Regions from separate parts of the Mus musculus genome. Here region 2 is linked to region 1. The links are chromatin contacts, called in public HiChIP or PLAC-seq maps. All regions are on one chromosome and are shown on one strand. The core of a region is the stretch at or near the end of the contact, and the rest is flanking DNA. Distances in the headings are between cores, read along the strand shown.

Region 1 (6,723 bases), core at 1,648-4,147:
AAACGCCTGAGGGAGCAGGACGCTCCTTGTGTGTGTGTGTGTGTGTGTGTGTGTGTGTGTGTGTGTGTATGTGTGTGTGTGTATGTATGTGTGTGTGTGTGTGTGTATGTGTGTGTGTATGCGTGTGTGTGTGTGTGTCTCTCTGTGTGTGTATGTATGTGTGTGTGTGTATGTATGTGTGTGTGTGTGTATGTATGTGTGTGTGTGTGTGTGTATGTGTGTGTATGTGTGTCTCTCTGTGTGTGTGTATGTGTGTGTGTGTATGTGTGTGTGTGTGTGTGTGTGCGCGCGCGCGCACAGGTCACTGGGTTATGGGCAGAGGGACGGTTCAGGCTCGGAGCTACCGCTCTTTCCTTTCCCACCCAGCCTCCTGAATTATTCCCATCTGTGACACCAGAGTGAGCCGCATGAGAGTCAGAGTTTGGACAAGCTCTCAGAGCAAGGTAAAGCGCTCCACAGGTGCTAACAATTACCTTTAATGACTGCATACACCCACACATCTCTCATTCTGCTGGCGAAAAACCCCAAAACCAACCAACCAACAAACCAACCAAAAAAAAAACCAAAACAATTCCACAAAACCTTGAGTGTGTAATAAGGAAATTTAACCACATTTGGAGTCTAGTTTCTTGCACATCACAGTAGACACATTTAAATCTAAAACTGTGTTTAGTTTTTACAGGTCTGAGCGAGTCGCCCACGTGTAGGTGTGGGAACATCTGTGGCCTGTGCACATTCGGAAGCTCGGGGGCCTCCTGGGTTGGTCCTCACCTTCTACCTCACTTGAGACTGGGTCTGATCTTTTTGTCACAAGCAGAAAACAGATTTGGAGGCCCAAGGGCTTCTGGGGAGAGTTCTTCCTCTCTTCTCTCAAGGTCTAATTCCCTGGAAAGAGGGTTCCGAGTTGAAGTTCACTGGCTCTGGGGACTGCTCTCCATCTCCCAGCTCTCTCTCCTGCTCCAGCCTGAAAGGAGTGCCTATGGCTGCTTCCACACCCAGGGCTGCGGCTGCTCAATGCCCTCCTGAGCATGGCTTGTTTATGGGGACCGTTGTGAGGGATCTGAACCCCCGGGCATGTGCTTCAGCCTGGGCTACGCAGGTACCACGCAACCTCACTTTCCCTATTTTGATCCCAGCACTTGGGAGGCAGAGGCAGGCGGATTTCTGAGTTCGAGGCCAGCCTGCTCTACAGGGTGAGTTCCAGGACAGCCAGGGCTATACAGAGAAATCCTGTCTCGAAAAACAAAAACAAAAACAAAAACGAAAAAAAAAAAGAGAGAGAGAAAACCTCCAAAATAGTCCTGTGTGTTTGGAGCCAATGAAAGCCACAGGGCTAGAAGGCCTATCCCTCAGGTCCAGGTAGAGATCCCAGGTGACAGAAGCCTGTGAGAGAGGCCAGCCTCTGCAGTGATCGCATTCTCTGAACTCAGTTCACAGTGAATCAAAGAAACTCAAGAAGAGACAAGAAGGCGAGACTCAAGAAGGCACAAATTAAGAGTGGCAAGTGATGAGATTTCTGAAACAATTTTAATTATTTAAAGAAAGAGCATTTTATATGTATAAAAAGATTTGGACTTAATGACTACCTAAGTATTGGTGAAAGAATGAATCAATATTTAAAGCAGATTCCTAAGCTGAGACCCTTTAAAAATCATGCAAATCTGAGCATCGATGCTTCTTATTAATACACTTAAACAAACAAAAAAACCAAACAGCAAACAAACAGAAGATTAGCATTACATTAGCATCAAAATCAGAAAAAAAATCAGCAGCCAACAGTGCAAAATTTTCTGGCTTTGGGCTAGTTTTGTGATTTAAAACATTTCTGATTATTATAAAATTAACTCATGTGCTCTAAATACACACAAAAAGAAATAGCTGGGGCAGAGGGAACCCAATGAACAAGGACAGAGAGTTTAAGGTAGGTAATCACAAGCATTAAAAGACAGAACCAACCAGCCGGGCAGGGGTGCTGCAGGCCTGTAACACAGCTCCTCAGGTTGTGGGACCCCAGCCATAAACTTGTATTTTGCTGTTACTTCACACCTGTAATCTTGCTACTGTTATGAACTGTAAATATCTGATATACAGATGGTATTAGTTGACCCCTGTAAAAGGATCTCTAGAGGGTTTCAGGCACCTCAGGGTGGCCTTGAACTTCTGGTCCTTAGGCCTCCACCTCCTGAACAGCCAGGGTGCAGGCTAGGCCCCTAGGTGTCCAGGTGTGGTGCTAGGGATGGAACCAGAGCTTCAGGAAGACTAGAACAGTACCAACTGAACTACATCCCCAGCCCTGGATACGAGGTTTCTGCTAACTCACTTGCATGGATTAAGATCTGGGACATCTAGCATTTTTGGGGGGACAGGGGGACCCATCAACATGTATACAGTATTATACTGTACAATAAAATGCCAGATGCATTTCTTACCAAGTTGCTGGATTCAGAGAGAAGCTGACTTCAGATGCTAATGACTTTGTATCAACAAAACTTGGCCCAGGAAGGAGGTAGAATAGAAAGTAACAAGTTCTTCAGCTTAGCCTTTTCTCTCCGACGCCAAATCTTTTGGGCCTATGCCCACGAGGGGAGGTTCTCTTCCCAGGTCTTTGGCGCTGTTGTCAGAGGTCTCCTAGCAAACCCTCTCGGGATGGAGGAGGAGTGGCTCACTCTCCACTTTGGAGACTGCAGGAGAGGCCCAAGTGTGCGCTGTGCAGATTGACAGTCCAGCTGCCTCATCCCCTAGCGACAGAACCTACAGCCAGTCATCACAGTCTGACACAAAGGTTCAGAATGGTGCCTCGGGAATCAATCTGTAACAAATGTTCTGCCCTTCACCCAGCCTGGTCTGGAAATCACGTGCTGGGAACGTACAGTGAGGCCCCAGCCACCTATCTCTATATCTGATGGCAACATTGCAACACTGAGGGGCGGGCTTGCAGAAGCAGGAAGTCTCAAGTGTTCTTCACCACCAATCTGAGACAAACAGCAATTCCTGCTAAGGTCCCACTGCTCAGCAGTGGGTTATGAGCAGCCTCAATGTCTCTGTGTGTGTGTGTGTGTGTGTGTGTGTGTGTACACAGGATCTCTCACTATGTCCCTCAGGCTAGCCTGGAACACTCTCTCCCCTTCAGCCTCCTGAGCACTGAGATTACAGGTGTATGTGGCCATGTGTTACCTTCCACTGCTTCTCTTTATAGTACTTTAAGCTTCTCTTCACGGGTGATAAACAGTTTGAAACCGCAAGAGTTTATTAAAAAACAAACAAACAAACAAACTTTCAATAAATTTAGCCACAAAAAATAACTTTCAAAATTAAATTTCAGAAAGGAACAAGAATTTGAAGGACGACCTGGGGTCAGGAAAACAAACACTAAACTTCACAGAGCTGAGAGCGCTGGTCAGCTACAGTGCCTGCAGCGCACCAGGAAGTGGGTCAGGACTCTCAGAGGAGGAGGAGTCTTGCCTGAGCTGGGCGGGGACAGTCTGAGTCTGAAAGCTGTGGCTCAGAGTGGCCTCAGGGGCTCCCTGCCACTCCTTCCTGGGTCTGTTGCACGTGAGCAGCACAGAGCAGGGGTTTCCAGGACCTCAGCCTGCCACCAGACTAACAGCTATTTCACCCCACATTGCAGAATCGAAAAGCTACACTTTTCCATTCCCCCCCCCCGCCCCGTGGAAAAAAAACTTACAAAATAGTAAGGAGAAATGAATTTCTAACAAGATGATCACTATGTGCACAGATGGCCTTTGCTAAAAACAAGAGCGGCTAAGTACAAGCCTTTGCAGTTATGGGCAGTGGCTGGCATCAAAGTTAATGAGAGACGTTTAAAAGGGATCTTGTCTCACGATCACCCACTCCATTTTGGAGCTCAGAGATATGAAGCGGAGACTCCAGAGTGGTATTCATTCCCAGGGGCCTGATGGCAATAGGTGGCTGGCAGGTCTGGCTCCCAGCTCAGAAACTCCTCCTTTGAGCCTGCTGACCCACTTCCTGGTGCAGCGTGGTTACCCGTCCAGCTACAAAGGCTTTTTATTTAGTTCTAAGCACTGAGACCTAAGGATCGGTCCGTGGAACAAAACCCAGGTGGAGATCTCTGTCTAGCTCTCCAGCTGGCCAGAGCCAGGGACCTTATCCTAGGTGTCTGAGCCTCATCTGCACCCTCTCTCCATTCAGGTGGGGCTGCCTGAGCTACCCAGGACAGATTTCTAATCACGCTGACATTGACTTCTGGGCCTCTGTACTTTCCACCCTCTTAGCCAATGGATTCTCTTGAGAGCCTCTTGTGAGTGTCCCACTCTTAAGAATGCTTCAGGGCTTAGTGGCATGTCCCCGAGCCAGGCAGATATTCGCAGCACACTCTCAGGGACACACTATAGGACAGCTGACACTCAAGGTTACTGAAGGGATGGTGTCCCGTACTCAAGAGTGGTGACTCACACGGGTCACTCATGCTATCACACTCACTACACTGCCCTTCCTTCTGTTCCTCTAAGACCGCTGCCCCAGGCTCATGGAGAGGGGCTGTGGGGGCCTGGCAGCTGACACAAGCCTGCCACAGACGTGCTCATGCCCAGCCAGGCTCTCTGCTTGAAGCATTTGAACCTCTTGGTCTGACCCGTGATGGCCTTGGATTAGTCTCAAGGGCAGTCTCGGCTTGGTACCAACATTTTCCCCTGCCAGCGCACGTCTGAAACGTTAACACCGGTGAGTTAGAACACTTGATTCATTTTACAGCGTGTGCTTCAGACACCGCTCTGTCTGTTGGTGCTGCTGCGCTGAAAGGCATGAGCACACACTCAGCGAGCACACACTCAGCGAGCACACACTCAGCGAGCGACAAAGAGAAGACGAAGACGCTTTAAGAGCAGTGACTATAGAGAACTTCTAAACCAAGGAGTTGGGCAGTGTTTACAGCTCAGGGCTGACTTCCACAAATAGACACATGTATTTTTAGTAGAATACCAATAATTCTTTATTTCAAAGAATAAAAACATACAAAAAATAGTTCACTGAGGAGTCAGAGTGAGCCCTTCAGACAGGAGCGTTAAACAGTGGCCATGGAAGGGTTCAGGTGTTCTGTTTCTGTGTCTATGGGGGAGGTGGCATTTGGGGATGACAGGAGGCTGCATCCCAGAGCATCTAAACTGCATTAGGGAGACTGCACTTCATGTTAAGGATGGAGAAAAGTCTGAGAGGGCAAGGACCCTTGGGGGAGAAGGGCAGGCCAGCTCAGGGTGAGTGAGGCTGACAGGGTGGAAGAGAGAGAGCAGAGCCCATAGGGAGATGGTGCCAGCATATATACCCAGGAAGGCATCCTGAAGGCCATGGAGGCTCTCCTGTGAGGGCAGAGCACAAGGAGTAATGACAGCCACCTTCTGCCCTGCCTGGGAGACCTCCTCAGGTGACAGCTGGATATAGAGAGCCATCACTGGAGGAGGGCACTCTCACGGCTGAGTCAGCAGAGACTCTTGTTTCTGGGCGCCCATTGGCTTTCTTTTTCTCCAGCACAGAGCTTGAAATGTGGTGAATTGGGGATGTAGGATTCTCACCCCCGCCTCAAGAACGAAAAGATCAAGCTAAAGACATGCAAGTTCAAGTGGGAAATTTTCTTTTACCCACCAGCTTGACAAAAATGGAAGATGAAACACAACTGTGGCAATATACCATGTTAGTAAGGCTGGCAAAATGGTCACTGTCCCCTACTATGGCATGGATGTAAACTGACACGAGGTTTCACAGGACAATCTGGCTGTGTTATTATATTTTAAAATACACATTCCCTTTCATACAACAATTTATGCCAGCATATTTATTTTACGAAGCCAAGAGCATAAGTGTATGTATATATATGTATATATGTGTATGTATGTATATACACATATAGGTGTCTATCTTTAGATATTTATATTGTTTTGAATTGTCAAATTAAGCTTTAGTGACATATATATGTATATATGTCATTTATTATTTTATTGATGAAGTTTACTTCATCACTGTAATATAAACGGCAGAGAGGTGTATACTTAGTATACTAAATAATAAAATGTATAATTTCAGAGTAAGCCAGGTGTGGTGGCACTTGTCCTGGCACTGGGAAGCAGACGCAGAGGGACACAGTTGGGCAGCCAGGCGGTTTACGGAGTTTAAAGCCAACCTATAAGATCTATGTTCATGCCTTCCCCCCAAGACACAACCCTCCCTTTCAAGAATACTAATACAGGCGGGGATCTGGCTCCTGGGAGAGCCCTTGCCTAGCATGTGGGACACTCTGGGTTGTCATCAGCACCGTAAAGAAGGAGATAGTACCCACACTTCCTGGCCCACCTTTTCTGTCTGTCTGTCTGTCTGTCTGCCTGCTTTTCTTTTTGCAGCCTCTGCAGAGGTGAAGCGTCCTTTATGACTGAGCTACCTCCCCAACTTGTCACATCTTTTTAAAAAAAAAAATCTAAGGTCCAATAAAAAAAGCACCAACTAAAATCCTGAAAATCAGTAACAAATAGAATCAATTAAAATGCTTCTCAGAGGAAAAGCAGTAGAAACGGCCATGCTGTGCTGTCCTAGAGCACACACACACACAATTAACGCTTTGCAAGCGACTCTCGTTAACCCCAAACCTTCAGTAATTTACAGTTTGGGCGATGCTGGGTGGGAAGCTAGAACTGAGTGCCCGACCCTCGGAAATCGAGGGAAAAAGCTGAGAATATACTGGGGGCAGCTTTATGCTTA
Region 2 (6,723 bases), core at 1,678-4,177, 550 kb after region 1:
GATCTTTCTTATCTGAAGGAGTTTGGTTTTTATGTTTTTGTTTGGTTTGGTTTTTTCTTTTTTTTCTCTTTCTTTTTTTGTTTTGTTTTGTTTGTCTGTTTGTTTTTGTTTTTGTTTGTTTCTTCCAAGTAGAAGTGAAATAAAATAGAGAACAACATACATTTCTAACCTTTTCCCCCCCTGAGGGATGCTCTATAACTTTGTGGGGAATGCCCACATGTGACTGGGGAGTTAATATTATGTGAATTTTTGTTTGACCTCAAAGAAACCAGGGACAAAAGGCTGAGGTGCCTGTTGATATATCAAAGTAGGTGCTGGTTAGCTCTCACGCTGTACCTGTGGCTCCTCCCAGCATCTCTCACCCCGCCCCCTACCCTAAAGCTCTGCCTACCAGGGGCGGGGTTTCCCCTTCCCTGTCCCCAGCTTCTCTTTCCTATATAACAACAACCATTTTGGAAACCCGGCCTCCTGGCCTGTTGGTTGGTCTCCTGGCATGCTCCTGCCTCTTACCCACCCTCTCTCTTCTCTTGCTCTCTCTCTCTCTCCTCACCCCCTATTCTCTCATGGCCCAATTCATATACAGTAAAACTTCTCAGTTCATGTCTAGGAAACAGTCATGTCTTTTTTTTTTTTTTTTTCCATTCAGTTTTTAAATACCAAGGAGGGAGAGGCTGAGTTTCCATGCAGTTCTAGATCCTTCGAGGTGTGGAGATGTTTTGCTTATCTCTCAGCTCCCTGCTATTGTCCTGTCCTCTGCAACACCTAGGACAAGCCAGACACTTTGTGTGCTCACATCATCATTACTCTCTGTGTCCTTCAGTGTTAAGGAGAGGTGATAGTAAAATTGCTTCACATGAGTCAGATTTCTGGTTCAGAAAAAAAAAGTTAGCAGTGGTTGTCAGAGAGGGAGCTCTGAGATTCTTTCAGTACCTGTCAGCTAAGCAGACGTTGAAATGGAATGTTCTGGCTCAGGACATAGAGTTACTCATCGGCATTTCACAACGGCCATCCTGTGCACCACCAGCTACAACCGGCACTGAGCTCTAGGGTGACCTCAAGACATACCCTGTCAAAGAACATGTGTTCTTATATTCCTAAGTTAGTGTGAATTATTCTTCCGGTCTTTGAACTGATGTTTATTTTTCATAAAAATGGAATTCCATGTCACCAAGGCCATCTGGGGACTTCTGTGCACCATGTTTCTGATTCTTCAGCTTTCACCTCTGGAATGTTTCCGTGGTCCAACTAAACCCTCCAGGGAGCCAAGAACACAGACAGTGGGAAAAGCAGATGAAGGTAGCCATCTCACATCCAACGGGTTCCATACTTCCTGTGTCCCAGAGATCCTTAATAAACTGGAACTCACTAAGTCTAGAAAACATCTTGAATGCCTGCTATGAGCCTGGTGCCATGCACAGCTTCCACATTTACGTGTTTCACATTTCCATTGTGATGTCTACCGCGGCTTAGCACAGACCAGCTTCCCAAGCCTGAATGAAGCCTGCCTGGATATGGACCCCAAAGCCTTCACCAGCACAGCCTTGACTGCCCGCAGGCTCCATGGAAACTGACGCAAGGAGAAAGCAATGTTCCTAGGGATGGCTTGCACAGTTCCTGTGACTGCCTAGCAGTGACTTACCCTGCTTCCCCGTTTGAAAGCTTAGAATGCCACAAGGGGGGTTATTTTTATTTCTCATTAGCTCAGCTTGGGGGAGGGGGGGAGTAGCAACAGGAAATTTCTCTTTACTGAAAGTTTACAAATGTTTACAATGTAACAGCATTCAGGGAAGTTAAGGCAAGTCATAGTTGGTGGCAAAAAAAAAAAAAAAAAAGAGTTATTTCTAGCCATGGCTAATTGTAACGCCTTTAACCCCAACACTCAGTTTAAAAGGGGAAACGGGAAGAGGCTAGTTACTATTCCTTCAGAGTGAACTCTGCTGGACATGCAGGTTTGGCAATGCCTAACTGCTTTTCTAACCAACGAAAGCAGGGTAAAAAATACATTTAAAATATTAAACTTAGCCAGGCAATAGGGGCAAACACCCTTAATCCCAGCATTTGGGAGACAGAGGCAGGTTGGAGGTCAGCCTGGTCTATGGAGTGAGTTCTAGTAGAGCCAGCGCTACACAGAGAAACCCTGTCTCAAAAACAACAAAGGAGTCATTTCTAAAGTGTCGCTAGCTATACTGTTAGAAGCCTAGAGACAAACCTGTTCCCTAGTGAGAACCACCATTGCATAAAGTGAGTCAGCTAAGATAATGCGCGTGCGCACACACACACACACACACGAACACGCGTGCACACACACACACAAACACACGCACACACACACACCACCACCCACCCACCCACCCACCACAATTTCCCAGCAACTGAGTTCCCTTCCAAGCATAGAAATCTACCAATATAATGAAGATCATTTTCTTCAGAACCATGGGCATACAGATTAGAATTCCAGCCTTACCAAGTGTCACAGCCAGTGTCACAGGCAAATTGCTTAACCTGTCTACTTCGGCTTCCTCACTTTAAAAAGGATTCTAAAACTCCTGTCCTTGGGGGTCACTGTCAGAATACATTGAGATAACACGTACAGGCTTCTTGGTGCCAAATAGGTGTCCAGAGGTAACATTTGGGTTGACCAGATAGCTAAGCAGGAAAAGGTGCTTGCCAGCAAGCCAGGCAGCCTGAGTTCTATCCGGAGAAAGCGAGAACCCAAAGCTACAAGCTGTCCTCTGACTTCAACATGTGCTCTGGCACAAACACACATACAAAATAAACTAATAAATGCTTTTAAAACAAAGTAACATTCTTACTGCCTTACTCCTTTATCAAAAAATGTAGGAGTTACCCTTGGATGTTTTATTGTTTTAAAAGAAAAACGTTTACAATGTAGCAAGTCCAAGTGGGACACAGTTGCTAGCCTTGCATAACTGCAGTTTAATTTACAACCACATTTTCACAGTGAATTCCCATGTGCTTAAATCATAATTCTATATAGTCCTTGCTATCTATTACACATTTCCTTTCCGGTGTGTGTGTGTGTGTGTGTGTGTGTGTGTGTGTGTGTGTGTGTGTACAGATTCATGCTTTTGTGCATGTATGTGCATATGTGGGTCAAAAATGGGGTCCCCAAGTGGGGAGTTTGACTGCATGCACCCCCACCGCACCACCAGGTGGGCATCTGGCTGTGAGAAGCCATAGAACCCCACTCCAGGGGTGGGAAACGCACAGTCTGAGGTTCCCTGCTGTGTGCCTCAGAAGAGCCAGTTCTGGCACAGAGGCCAGAGATGTCAGGTTCTCAGCCTTGGACATCTCAGATGCCACTGGACGTCATGGAAGAGCTGAGAACAGAGTAGGGCCCGAGGATGGACTCTGGCCCGGGCTGAAGGTAGAAGGGCAGGGAGGAGAGAGCTCCGGCTGGTTACCGCAGGGATGAGACTCCTTGTCTTGCCTGGCAGCTTGTTCTGCAAATGGCTTGGATGTTGGCTGGAGCGCAGAGAGGCCTCCTGGACAGAGGTTAGCGCTCGTTAGGGAAAGACCTGCTCCATTGCTCCAGCGTGGCCGATCCCAATGAGCAGAGGCAGTCCATGGTTTTAAGGCATTTGTTGTAAAAAAGCAGGGAGAGAGAGAGGGGAGGAGGGAGGGAGAAAAAGAGAGAGAGAAGAGAAGTAGAGGTCAGCCATGGCCGTCGCGTGGAGAGAGGGAGTAAGGAAAGGAGGAGAAAGGGAGAGCAAGGGAACAAGAATAAGAGAAAGAGAATAAGAGAAAGAGGAGGGGCAAATAGCCCCTTTTATAGTGGGCCCAGTCTACCTGTCTGTTGCCAGGTAACTGTGGGGGTGGAGTTTGGACAGAATACTAGGAACTTGGGGCATTGCCTATATGACTGATGGCCACACACTTCTCTGCTGGGAGCAGGGGGTAGGGATGGGGGCAGCTGTGGGAGGCTGTAGCTGTGACCGGAGCCAGGGCCCCAGGAGGTGTGGCCGAACACCTGCGGTTCCTTAGGGTCACCGGGGGTTCAAGGCTTATGCTCAACTGGGGACCAGGCTCTCTGTGCACAGCTCACTGCCCCACAGAAACTCATGGAGTAACTCTACATTCCAAGAGAAAATGCAGCAGTTGTGTCAAATAGGCAAGCCCCAACGTCTTTGGGTAAATATTCCTTTCCATATGGAATCAATTTGCTAAACAGCCCCAAGACCGGCTCTAGAGGCTCAGTGCTAGAGGACAGCTGTAACTTGAAACCTGCAAACGCACCATAAATTACAGATTTAAAATATGAAACTGGCTGAGGTGATTTAGCATCCTAAGCTCAGTGCTCCACCATCCTCAGAGCCTGGCCTCACTCAAGGTGAGCACTTCACTGGGGCTATTTCTTCTTCTAGAGGTCAATGGCAGAGATCGGGGTTTGCTAACTGCTCTGGTGACACAAAATATCGATATCTTGGCACAAGAAAATACACTTTGGTTCCCATCATGGTGATGCTGATTGGTGAGGTGTATCTGCTCTCTGACAATCTCTCTTCAGTTAGGGTCTCGGGCTTTGCCCTTGTGGGGAACAGCCCTGTCATCCTCCACACTCAGTGAGATGAGAAGGGGACCAGGCTTCAAGGGAGTCTTTGTGCCCTCTGTCCATTTTCCAATGGTTACAACTCAGTTCCATGATTGACCCAGGTGTAGAACACTTAGAACGTGGTCTGATTGTATGGCCTGGGAGAACAGGAAATATCCTAGGAACATGGGGAGAGATTCCCCGTAGCCTTTACACCAGAAGGTGGTTTGGGAGATAGAGTAAGATAATAGCTGTAAGAACTCTGATGAGTTTCTGGATCAATAAATATTCTGGGGTGACCAGATCAAGGATTGTCACCTGTACTCAGCTCATCTGATAGGCAGGGCAGGCCTATTGCCTGTCTTCACGCTGTCTGCAGGAATAGCAATAAAAGAGAAATTCCATAGCTTTTCTGTGCCTTGGCCTTTCCTCGGAAATCCTAAACTCAGTTCACTTTGAATGTTTTCATGCAGGTGAGAGGTGTGATCAGGGAGAAACCATCCCTCCCTTCGTACTCCCAAATACCACTGTTTCTTGAGGGCAGGCACCCTTGCCCAGCATAAAATCACCTGCCGCAGGCCATCCCTTATCTGTATGACCTTCGTTTCTCAGAGGCTGAGCTGCAGCAGACAGACTCAGCTAGCCCCGTTCTCCAAGAAGTCCCTCCCAACAATGTAAATCAGATCATTCCAACATCCACTTGAAACCACCACTGTGTTTCCGCTAATGTGAAATAAAATCCCAATGGTTTATGCAGGACTAGCATTCCCACTGGCCTTCTGGGATTTCATCTCTCCTCTTCTCTAGTTCATTCACTCATTCATTCATTCATTCATTCATTCATCCCACAGCTATGCATACAGTCTCTGTTCTAGGCACTGGGACCTCAGCAGTCACACAGTGTGCAGGACATGGCGGGGCTTGTGTTCTTCCATTATTGCTGTCTTTGTGCATATTCTCAGCTACATGGCTTGGTGCTGCTGTGCCTCTTCCTTCAATCTGTCTCATGAAAGCCTGTTTTAGAATAGACCTTGCTCCCTTGGTTATACTCTGTGTGACCACTGCCAATCAGGGAAATCCCCTGACTCCTTCATGTGTATGTATTGTCTGTCTTCCTTTATTTTCCCACAGCTCAACCCCATGAGGGCAGGCATCTTGATTCTTATACTCACTTTCCTATCCTCAGCACCTATTAACTTGGCAGAAGGTTAATCATCAATTATCCCTTGACCAAACCATTTAATGAATGAATGGTAACAAACTAACAGCAGTGGGTGTGTTCTCCGAAGAATGTATCTTGTTTCCTCTTGGGAACCCTGTTCATCTCTGTCCCCTCTGATCATTATATTTCAGGGGATGACGCCACTCCATTGGGCAGCTTTCCACAACCGGCCTCAACACACCCAAATGCTGTTGAAGAAGGGGGCAGACCCCACCCTTGTGGACAAGGATTTTAAAACAGCCCTCCACTGGGCAGTCCAGGTAAGAAAGCAGGCTGTGAGCTTGTCTCGGCTTTAAATGATGTAAAGCCATGTTAACTAATTTCTGCACGGGTCATCCACAAAAGTGGGAACTATCCCACATGGTCGTCCTGGTATTTATCTGAAATTAATATGATAGATCAAGGAGGACTGTCTCTACTCCTTTTCCCTCCTCCTACATGCAGAAAGACAACAGCAAGTCACACACGTGCGCGCGCGCACACACACACACACTCACAAACCTGCAATGTTGTCCCCTACATTCAATGCTTACGATTGACTTCCAGAAACCCTCAGAGAATTGCCAGGCAAATTCCTTCAGTCTTTGGACCAGAGATCACCGACTTTCTTCCATCCCACCCCTATACAGCCAAGCCACTGCAGATGACCCTGACTTTTGTACTGAACAGCAGAAGACAATGAGTCACACTCCTGCATCACTGTCACGGGAGTTGAGCCACCCCAGTCCACATGGCCACAAATAGCAACCTGGGCCTGCGGACTCTACAGTCCAAAGAAAGTCAAACAGACGAGACAAGAGAGTAAAGACAGCTAATAGTTCTGAAGTCTATCCTGCTGAGCAGTTAGACCTATTCAAACGCTCAAGGAGAGCTTTCGGGTGCTTCCTTCAGCAACCTTGGCTTCCCAACCCCTGCTCTTCCCTGCCATTGGCCAGTCAGGGTGGCCTTG

The links. HiChIP or PLAC-seq counts read pairs in DNA pulled down with a chosen protein or histone mark.
Region 2: a contact with region 1 is called in an H3K27ac HiChIP or PLAC-seq map of microglia, with 9 times the contacts expected there. The contact joins two enhancer-like sites. A contact is called at or near these places in 1 of 484 Hi-C or Micro-C datasets (Sertoli cells), 7 of 115 datasets of contacts at active chromatin or transcription factors (astrocytes, bone marrow-derived macrophages, embryonic forebrain and 3 more) and 1 of 9 other capture datasets (embryonic stem cells).

What each region holds. Positions count from the first base shown.
Region 1 is chr13:111,793,729-111,800,451 of GRCm38.p6, forward strand. The region is part of intron 1 of Map3k1 (mitogen-activated protein kinase kinase kinase 1); the gene reads right to left. Among named protein-coding and RNA genes, the nearest start is that of Map3k1, 12 kb to the right of the region's middle. Within about 2 kb of position 2,898, at least 305 of the 459 cell types and tissues checked have an H3K27ac peak or open chromatin away from gene starts, as enhancers often do. A contact at or near this core is called in Sertoli cells, bone marrow-derived macrophages and microglia, where this site is marked.
Region 2 is chr13:112,342,829-112,349,551 of GRCm38.p6, forward strand. Ankrd55 (ankyrin repeat domain 55) reads left to right here. Exons shown (of 11, transcript NM_029898.3): 6 at 5,906-6,034. Among named protein-coding and RNA genes, the nearest start is that of Gm41065, 9.6 kb to the right of the region's middle. Within about 2 kb of position 2,928, at least 72 of the 459 cell types and tissues checked have an H3K27ac peak or open chromatin away from gene starts, as enhancers often do. A contact at or near this core is called in Sertoli cells, bone marrow-derived macrophages and microglia, where this site is marked.